Regions from separate parts of the Muntiacus reevesi genome. Here region 2 is linked to region 1. A link is a contact called in public Hi-C data. All regions are on one chromosome and are shown on one strand. The core of a region is the stretch at or near the end of the contact, and the rest is flanking DNA. Distances in the headings are between cores, read along the strand shown.

What was found. A called contact is a pair of places that touch in the nucleus more often than the background predicts.
Region 2: a Hi-C map of blood shows a contact between it and region 1, with 5 times the contacts expected there. The contact joins the promoter of RPUSD4 here to the promoter of CDON in region 1. A contact is called at or near these places in 2 of 3 Hi-C or Micro-C datasets (blood and muscle).

What each region holds. Positions count from the first base shown.
Region 1 is chr5:28,489,158-28,493,270 of mMunRee1.1, reverse strand. It overlaps CDON (cell adhesion associated, oncogene regulated), which reads left to right and starts at 1,710. Exons shown (of 21, transcript XM_065937369.1): 1 at 1,710-1,888; 2 at 3,616-3,759.
Region 2 is chr5:28,624,858-28,628,961 of mMunRee1.1, reverse strand. RPUSD4 (RNA pseudouridine synthase D4) reads left to right here and starts at 2,509. Exons shown (of 7, transcript XM_065937370.1): 1 at 2,509-2,714; 2 at 3,086-3,251. The coding sequence starts at 2,526. FAM118B (family with sequence similarity 118 member B) reads right to left here and starts at 2,420. Exons shown (of 8, transcript XM_065937377.1): 1 at 2,320-2,420.

The sequences.
Region 1 (4,113 bases), core at 461-2,960:
CGGGTTCTTTACCACTAGTGCCTCAAATAGGTATACTGATATTCAGAGGGCACTATGAGTCCTGGGAAAGCCCAGAATCAATGAGGTTCCAGGAGAGAACCCTCAAAAGTCTGTAGGGGAACTGCTATGGGATCCTTACAGAGTGCTGCAAGAAACCTGCAGATTTCATTCATACAAAATCCTCAGTTCAAATAAACCTTCACTGTTTACAGGACATCTTATTTACTGATTGAAAAAAATCATGTAACATACCTTAAGTTAATAACATACAGACTCGGTTTGAATAAGTAAAAAATGAAACAATAGAGAACAAAGAAGTAGAGTTCTTTGTTCCCTCTCCTATACTGACTTTCTTAGGATCCGATGCGTTCATAAAGACCCTGGATGTAGCTAAAGTTAAAAAAACTAAACTGTCTGAACACCACCACACTTTCATAGCCTTTGCTTGTGAAATTCAATTAAGAAGGTAGTGAAGTGAAAGTCGCTCAGTCACGTGACTCTGCGATCCCATGGAAGGTAAGGAACGTCATATTTCTCCTGATGTTCTGAACTGAGTGTTTTTGAACTCCAAGTATCATTAGAGCTCTTTTTTGTAGTTAAATAGTAAGTGACGATGATGGTAAAAAATTAACTGCTATTATTATAAATATATAGAGGTCACAATCCTCGAATGCCCATGCTGCGGCAGGTGCTTTCCGCTAAGTATCATGCTTCACAACAACCTTTTAAATATAGTAGAAATTATTTCCCCCTTTTCTGTTTGAACAACTGAAGTTCACCGAAATCAGATCATTTGGGGCACGTCCAAAGGACAAGTTGGAAAGACTCTGGGGCCAAAGGCCGAGGTGGTTGCCCGAGGCGACGCTGAGCCTCTCCTAGTCTCTGGGAAGTTTTGTTACCTGCCTGCGTGTATGTGAAGACAGAGCGGGAGAAGCGGTGAACCCGAGGAAGATTCACCGCCTAAGAATCTAAATACTAAACGTGGGGCAAAGGCGAAGGAACCAAAAGCGGCGGGAAGCCGGAGCCATAAGGCAGACACTAGGTTCGAGCCAAGAGAAGGGATGGACTGGCTGGCTCCGCAGACGACTTAGGTGGAGGGATGAGGGGCGGGGCCTGGGCGGGGAAGCCGGGGACCGAGTAAGCCAGTAGTGCTCGTGCTCGAGCCTAGAGGTGGACCGCCCCAAAGGCCGCCTCTCCCGGGGAAGTAAAGGCGAGGGGGGAGGGAGTGCAGGCATTATGGGAAACTCCGAGCATTGCTAAGGCAGCTCATCCTCCCCCATCCTAAGCCAAAGCAGAGACTTTCCTCTCCTTTCCTGGGGGGCCGCCCTTGTAGCGCAAGCAAGAGTGGGACAGGGAGAAGCGCCTGCCGGAGAGCACCCCCCCCCGCGCTCGTTGGTACGGCCCGTCCCCCCGCCGCTGATCTGGCAGGCTGCGCGCGCACCCTCCGGCGGGGCGCGGGCCGGCGGGGAGCTGCGGCCTCCGCGGCCCGGTTCCCTCCTCCCGCTCCTCGCGTGCTGTTCGCTGGCGCTGCGCCCGCCGGGTGACGCGCCCGCGCGCCTTGGCGGGGAGGAGCGCGGCCGCGGGGGCGCGCCCCGGTGACTCCGCCCACCCACCCCCGCCTCCCCTCCCCTGAGTCCCGGGTGCCCGGCTCGCGCGGCTTGGTGCGAGGAGATCGGGACCCCGCGCCGCCCGCCCCCGCGCCCCCCGCCCCGGCGTGCGAGGCGCCGCGCCCTCCCGCTGCCCTGCCCGGTGCATGGAGGGGCCCGTTCGGATCGCAGCCGCCGCCGCCGCCGTAGCCGCCGCCAGCGCGCGGGGGATGACCTGGGGGTGGCTTTCGGAGCCGGCTGCCGCGCAGGAGGTCTGGGGGCTTAGCCAGCCCCGCTGAGAGGTGCGCGGGTGGGGTCGCACCTAAGGGTGGGCGGGGGGGGGGGTGGCCTGGGGACACCGGGCTTGGGCGCCACGAGGCTTGGGAGCTGGAGGTCCGGGAGAGCGGGCTGCCCGGGAGGGGCTGGGGGTCCAGGCTGCGTGCGGGGTCTGGGAAGGGTAACTGAGGGATGCGCAGCGGGGAGCTCCTAGGTTCCCGGTCCTGGGGACTCAGCCACCTCGTGGAGGAGGCGGGGTGAGGTGTCAGTGACACGATGCAATCTCTTTGACAATGATCCGCTGGGGCAGGTGAGATGAAGCATAGCGGGGTGCAAGGGGCGCCGGATCGTTTTCCCAAGGGAGCCGGATCTCTCGCCTCTCTCAACCTCCATCCCCGCGGAGCGCCCGAGAAGACAGTGATTTATGTGTAGGGAGAATCAAGAGAAATTTCCTGCACAATGTATCTTTCTCTGCCTTCACAGACTCAGTGACTTCCCAGCCCCAGGGAGCGTATTTTTTCCTTCTCCTCTGTAAAGCATTCTGTGGATTGCATTATCATTTGCTAAATACATTACAGCCCGCTATTTATTTCATTCTGCAGCTTCCAGACCTTTGTTGCATTCTCTCCACATCTAGGAATTTCAGTAATAAATCACCGAGGGGCTAGAGAGCCTCTCTCGCCCTTCCCTTCATTGTTCTCCCCAGCCCACCAAATCAGGTGGAAGGCTCTCCAAAAAGAGATTTCTCCAGAATGCCTGTTTTTCCCAGTTCAGACTCCAGAGGGTGGCAGGTGCCTGAAGGGCAGGCTGCTTTCCAAGTTGGCATCTAGAATTGAGGGAATCTCATTAACCTCTGTGTCCTTAAATCAGACACCTTGAGAAACAGAAGACTGGACTAAAAGGAAACATGAGATACAGTCTCAGGCCAGTGGCCAGTAAAGGTGAACAAGGCCAATTCTCCTTCCTTGCCTCACTGATGCCACAAGCTGCAGACTTTCCAGCTGACTCTTGGCATAACTAGTGGACAGTGTCTGGTAGGAGAGGGTGGGAGGGGACTGGAGCATGAAATGGGTTTATTCTCAGTACAATTCTAAACAGTCTATTACATTTTATAGATCATTTTTTGGGGGGTAGTCTATTTTAGCTGAGAATGTGGGAGTAGTTCAACTTTTAGAACAAGATGAAAGCGACCTCTAGAAAATTTCTGGAAAATTTAAATGAGTGCTTAACTAGAAAGCATTCTTAGGAACCCAGAGAGGCACCAAATACTGTAGTTTCTGTTTTGCACATGTGGAAATAAACTGCCTCATACTCTAAGTTATATGAGAAGGATGGAGAAAACCTGTTTCATTTCGTAAAGACGTGCCCTGGGTGTGTGTTTGGCAGCGTGTGGAGCAGAAACATTTATATTTCTGTAAAACACGCACGCACGCACACACACACACATGTGTATATTGTTTAACTTTCATGCAAAAACTCGGATATAGTATTTGGGAAATCTGTCTTTGTTTGAATAGTTTAATCAACCAGGAAAATCAGTTACTAGAGGTACTGTGCTATTGTTTGTGTAGTAACTCACTTGGGACGCCTTGATTGATTGCCATGGTTCTCATCAGCCTCCTCTTCTGTGGAAAGTACTTAAACAGCTCTGACCCTCCAGCCAGGAAGCACAGAGAACCTTTAGGACTTGGAGCATACAGATCTACCTCGTGTAGGCTGGCTTCTAAATCCGTGTTACTCGTCTTCTTTGCAGGTGGCTTGACTCTGCATGGAAGGAACTAAGTTCATTTTAAGATAGGACACCCCCCATCCTCCCATCTCTAAGGTATATGTAAAGAGGAAGTCTTTATGTTGGAGTGAGAACTTCTGCCATAGGGCTGGGCTCCAAGAATTTCAGGTAAAACTTGTTGACTAGTTCTCATGCTTTCTTTTTCTTTTCTCACTTTTGCCCTTCTGCTTTTGTGACTTTCTAGATGATTTCATGTATGTTTTTGTCAAAATGGAAGTTGAAGTATAATGTTGCTTCTCTAGAAATGTTTCTCATGCAGACGTTTGGACTTGAAATCGGTACTGTTTGTAAGTGAATTGGTACTGTTTTTAAGTAAAATACTGGAGAAATTATCTCAAGAATTAAGCCTTATTGTAGCAAAATCACGCTGGAGATTGGAAATTTAAAATGATTAAGTGAGAAATTTGTTATTTTTTTAACACATTGTTACATTAGCTATTGCCTTGTAGTTAGCATTTCTAC
Region 2 (4,104 bases), core at 1,260-3,759, 130 kb before region 1:
CCCCAACTGAAAAGAGAATGTGAGATTGGTGGAGAAGCAGAAAAATGAGCTACCAAGACAGGATCAACTGAATGAGGAGGAGGAAAAAGACAATATGTATCTCTGCATAAATTCTTGTGTCCTGAAAGCAACTTTATTTCAATAACCAGCAAGTGCCTAGACTCATAGGATAAACACTAAGGAAACAGAAACTTCTGTATCCATATTGGCTAAAGCTGTACTGTGATATCAAGCAAACAAAACTCTTCAAATTTCTCTCACAAAGGCTCAACAAGAAAAATCTAAAAGTTCCTTCTCCAGAAAAAAAAAGCGGGGGGGGGGGGGGGGGGGGCGGAAACCTGTGTTTTTATTCCTAGGCACAGTGTACGGCTTGGGTTAACGTGAAACCCAAGAACACAAGGTCTGAGTCACTGGCAATGGCATCTGAGTTGGTTCTTCATTTTGTTTCCTGCCACAAAGAAAATTCTGCAGGAATAGGAGTCACGTTTTGAACACTATTAAGGACAGGTTAAGGCAGAAATAGGTTCCCCGGCCTCCACACAAAACCATAGAAGTCCTTCACCTAAAACAGGCTTGTAATTAAACATAACGACACAAACTTAAGTCCTGATATCCAAATTTTAGAGTCCCTGGAAAGGAGGCTTCAAGTACCTCCGTAACATGTGATGTGGAACTGTTTATTGAAATTAGAAACTGAGGCTGGGGCATTATCAGTAAAAGGTGGTAATTCTCAACTTCTATACATCTGTGTCTTTCCTGTGAATCTGTGGGGGAAAAACAGTAGGAGAGACAGAGGCTGTTTCCCCAGTCTCCCTTGAAATTCTTCACATTTATAACCATCACCTCTCATAACAGAAACACGCACAGGCTTTCTTTTCCCCTCTTTACAAATACATCTACTCCTTCCTCCACTCTTTAGATTAAAAATGGACAGAAATTAGACGATTCAAAATGTTCAGACACACCTAATACAAGCCTATGATGCACCTCACCCAGTCCAGGGATATTTGTGAGTTTACTCTGCACTGCACCAGATGGGGGGATTTAAAAAAAAAAAGAATGAATGAACCCTTCAACAGCAGCTGCCAACTGATACATCTTGATCTGCACAACTCAAATTCAATTTAAACTCAGACAGGACGGTGTAGGGAAGAAGCCCACTGAACCAAGCACAGCCTTACTCCTGCCCACCTAGACTGCAGCATCCTAGCTGATCTCCCTGCTCTCAGAGCGCCCTCCTTTTCAATGAGTCCTGCGTTCAACTGCCAGATTCGTTTCTACCTTTCAAGGAGTCTCCCTCCTGCTCCAGAAACTTCACAGACTCCTTAGATCACAGGCTGACATCTAGATCAAACTCTTCTTCAGGTGAGTCTTCTGCAGGCTAGTTCCACTTACCTGTTCAACTCTGTTTTATGCAATCCGTTTTAGAGGGGTAGGATACAAGCCTAATTCCACCAACTCGTCTGGCAGCCTTCATGCTCGGCAGTTAACTGTCAGCGCAGACTCATTCGCTTTCTGACAACCCTTTAGGGCTAGGGCATCATCCTTAACAGATGGCAGGTGTGTCCCAAGCTACTTTTATAACCATCCCAACCAGACGTTCCTCTTCCCTGCCACCCCTTAGTGAAGTCAGAAAGTCTTGACTTCGCGAAGTCGCAGGCAGTTTGGGCATGGGGGTCCCAACGCTGCACCTTGTAAGAGGAGAGGGTCGGGACAGACTGCGAACGGCGGAGGGGGAAATGAAGGAAGGAGAAAAGGGAAGGGAAGGTCCCTGCTCTGTACTTTGTCTTCTCTTTGGAAGCCGTGTGTGTGTGTGTGGCGGGGGGGAGGGGAGTTGAAGGAGGAGACTCCAAGAAATGAATTCTTGAAGAAGGCAGAAGAAACTCAAGGTGCTCGCTAGGAAGGAAATATAGGCCCCTGGGTAACCGAAGGGGCTCCCCGTCACCCCTGGGAGAGAAGGACTAGTTATAACGTGAAACAAAGAGGCTGGGAGTCAGGAGGTGAGGGGTGGAGAGGTTTCACTGATCCCGCATCTCCGAAGGTCGAGCCATAAGGAAAGGAGAAGGGACGCGACGCGTCCCTCGGAGCAAGAGGGACAGGGTGGGCGCCTCAAGACGGCTCTGGGGCGAGCGTTCACGGGGCATCTCTCTACCGAGCGCGGGGGCGGGGAGGTGGTTTTGAGTGGGGTCGTCTCTCAAAGGGAAAAACGGTTTCTCGAGACAGGGATCTCCGAGAACGGAAACCCTGGGTCCGCAGAAACGTTAAAGCTTTGAGGCACCGGCATTCCGCAGCCCCAACCCGGCTTTCACTCACACTCACCGCGTCTCCTCCAAACGCCACCGCTCCAGCTGCAGCTACCGGCCGGCGCAGCCGCACTCAGCACGCACCCGCCCCCACGTGACGCGCCCAGGGCCCCGCCCCTCCCGCCCACGTGACTTGCAGGGCCCGCCCACCCGTCCTCCCGCTGGCCCTTTCGCTGCTCTCCTCTGGGCGTGGCCTTGCCTCGTCCCTCCCTTCTCGGCAAGATGGCGGCGTCCGGCTGTAGCGCGCCTGGCCTCTGGGTCCGGGGCTCCGGGCAGTGTCTCGGGAGTCTCTTCACCCTCTTCTCAAAGCCACTTTGTTCCGCTGCTGCTGCTGCCTCTCGGCCCCTGGATGCTCAGAGATTAGCAGAGAGACTCCGGGCCCAGAAACAGCAACAGAAAACGAAGGAGCCGGTGAGTCCAGAAGGACCACAACTCCCAAGAGGCAGTGCGCTCACTGGGGTGAGGGAGGGAGGGAGGCGGGTCCTCTGACACCTGTCAGGTAAATGTCGAGGGCTTGTGGTGGGAGAACTAGGAGAAAGCGAAGGGGACAGCTCAGCAGGGTGCGGGATCTTCCTGTGGGCTGGGTCTTTGGCTCCTGACGACCCCAGTCTTAAGCCCTTCTTGGATACTAGTGAGACAGACACGCTCCCCTGCTCTCAAATTACTCGAGGAAGGCGAGCGCCTAGTGCAGAGATACAGGCTTTCCCTTCCCAAATTGTCACCCAGATTTAGCGAAAGACCTCCTCACCGGGCATTTCCTGCCTCTCCTCCTCTCCCTGTAGGCGCCCACAAACCCTGTTCAGCGGAGAGTGCGAGAACTAGTGCGGTTCACAGAGCAGCTACAGCGCGTCCACCCCAACGTGCTGGCCAAGGCGCTGAGCCGGGGAATTGTCCATCAGGACAAGGACCTCGTGGTCATCAATAAGCCCTACGGTCTCCCTGTGCATGGTGAGGAGCACGTGGCGGGGAGGGGGAGGGGCAACTCTGGCATTACTCCTGGGGCTTTCTGAAGCTTTGCTTTCAGAGTAATTAGACTTTTGTAAGGGTACTGACCTGTGTAAGGCACCAGAGACGACACAGAAATAAAGAAGACGGTCCCCATCTTCCAGGCATCTGGCAGCCAGCAGTATGGAATTTGCTGTGTGCCAACCTCCACCAGGGGTTGCTATAGAGGACCAAGGCTGTGTAGTTCCTGTCTTCAAATTATTTCCCATCAAAATTGGGAAGAAGGACATAACCTGTGTTGGTGTATACCTAGCAAAACCCCAGGGCACCTCGACCTTAATGGACACCCTGATTTTTTTTTAATAAATGTTAAATGTAGTTGTCAGAGATAGCTGGAGTGAGTCAGGAAAGATTGATGGGAAAAATGCATTTGTGGAAGGGGTTTTGCTGGAGGGAAAGGCATGTTTTAGCTAGAAGTACAAATGCTTTAGGGGGAGATATGGAGATGGTTGTACATGAAAACAAGGAATTAAGTTAGACATTGCCTAGTGCTTTGTGTATATTTTTGTCTTTTGATCCTTTCATTAGTTTCTTGCCTTTTCATTCCCAAGAAATAATTATTATTGCGATATTTACATTTTGTAGATGAGAAAACTAAAAGTTGAAAAGGGCAAGTAATCTATCTAAGATCAATGGCTAGTTAGGAGGCTTCATAAAGTGGGACCCAGGAATGCATCACCCCAAAGCCCATCCTTTCATCTCCTCGGTAATGCCTCAGGAGGGCCTTATGGTCTCGCATTTCTCACTAGGGTTTACTTGGCAGATTCTCAAGCCTGTGTTTGTATAGTGAAATATC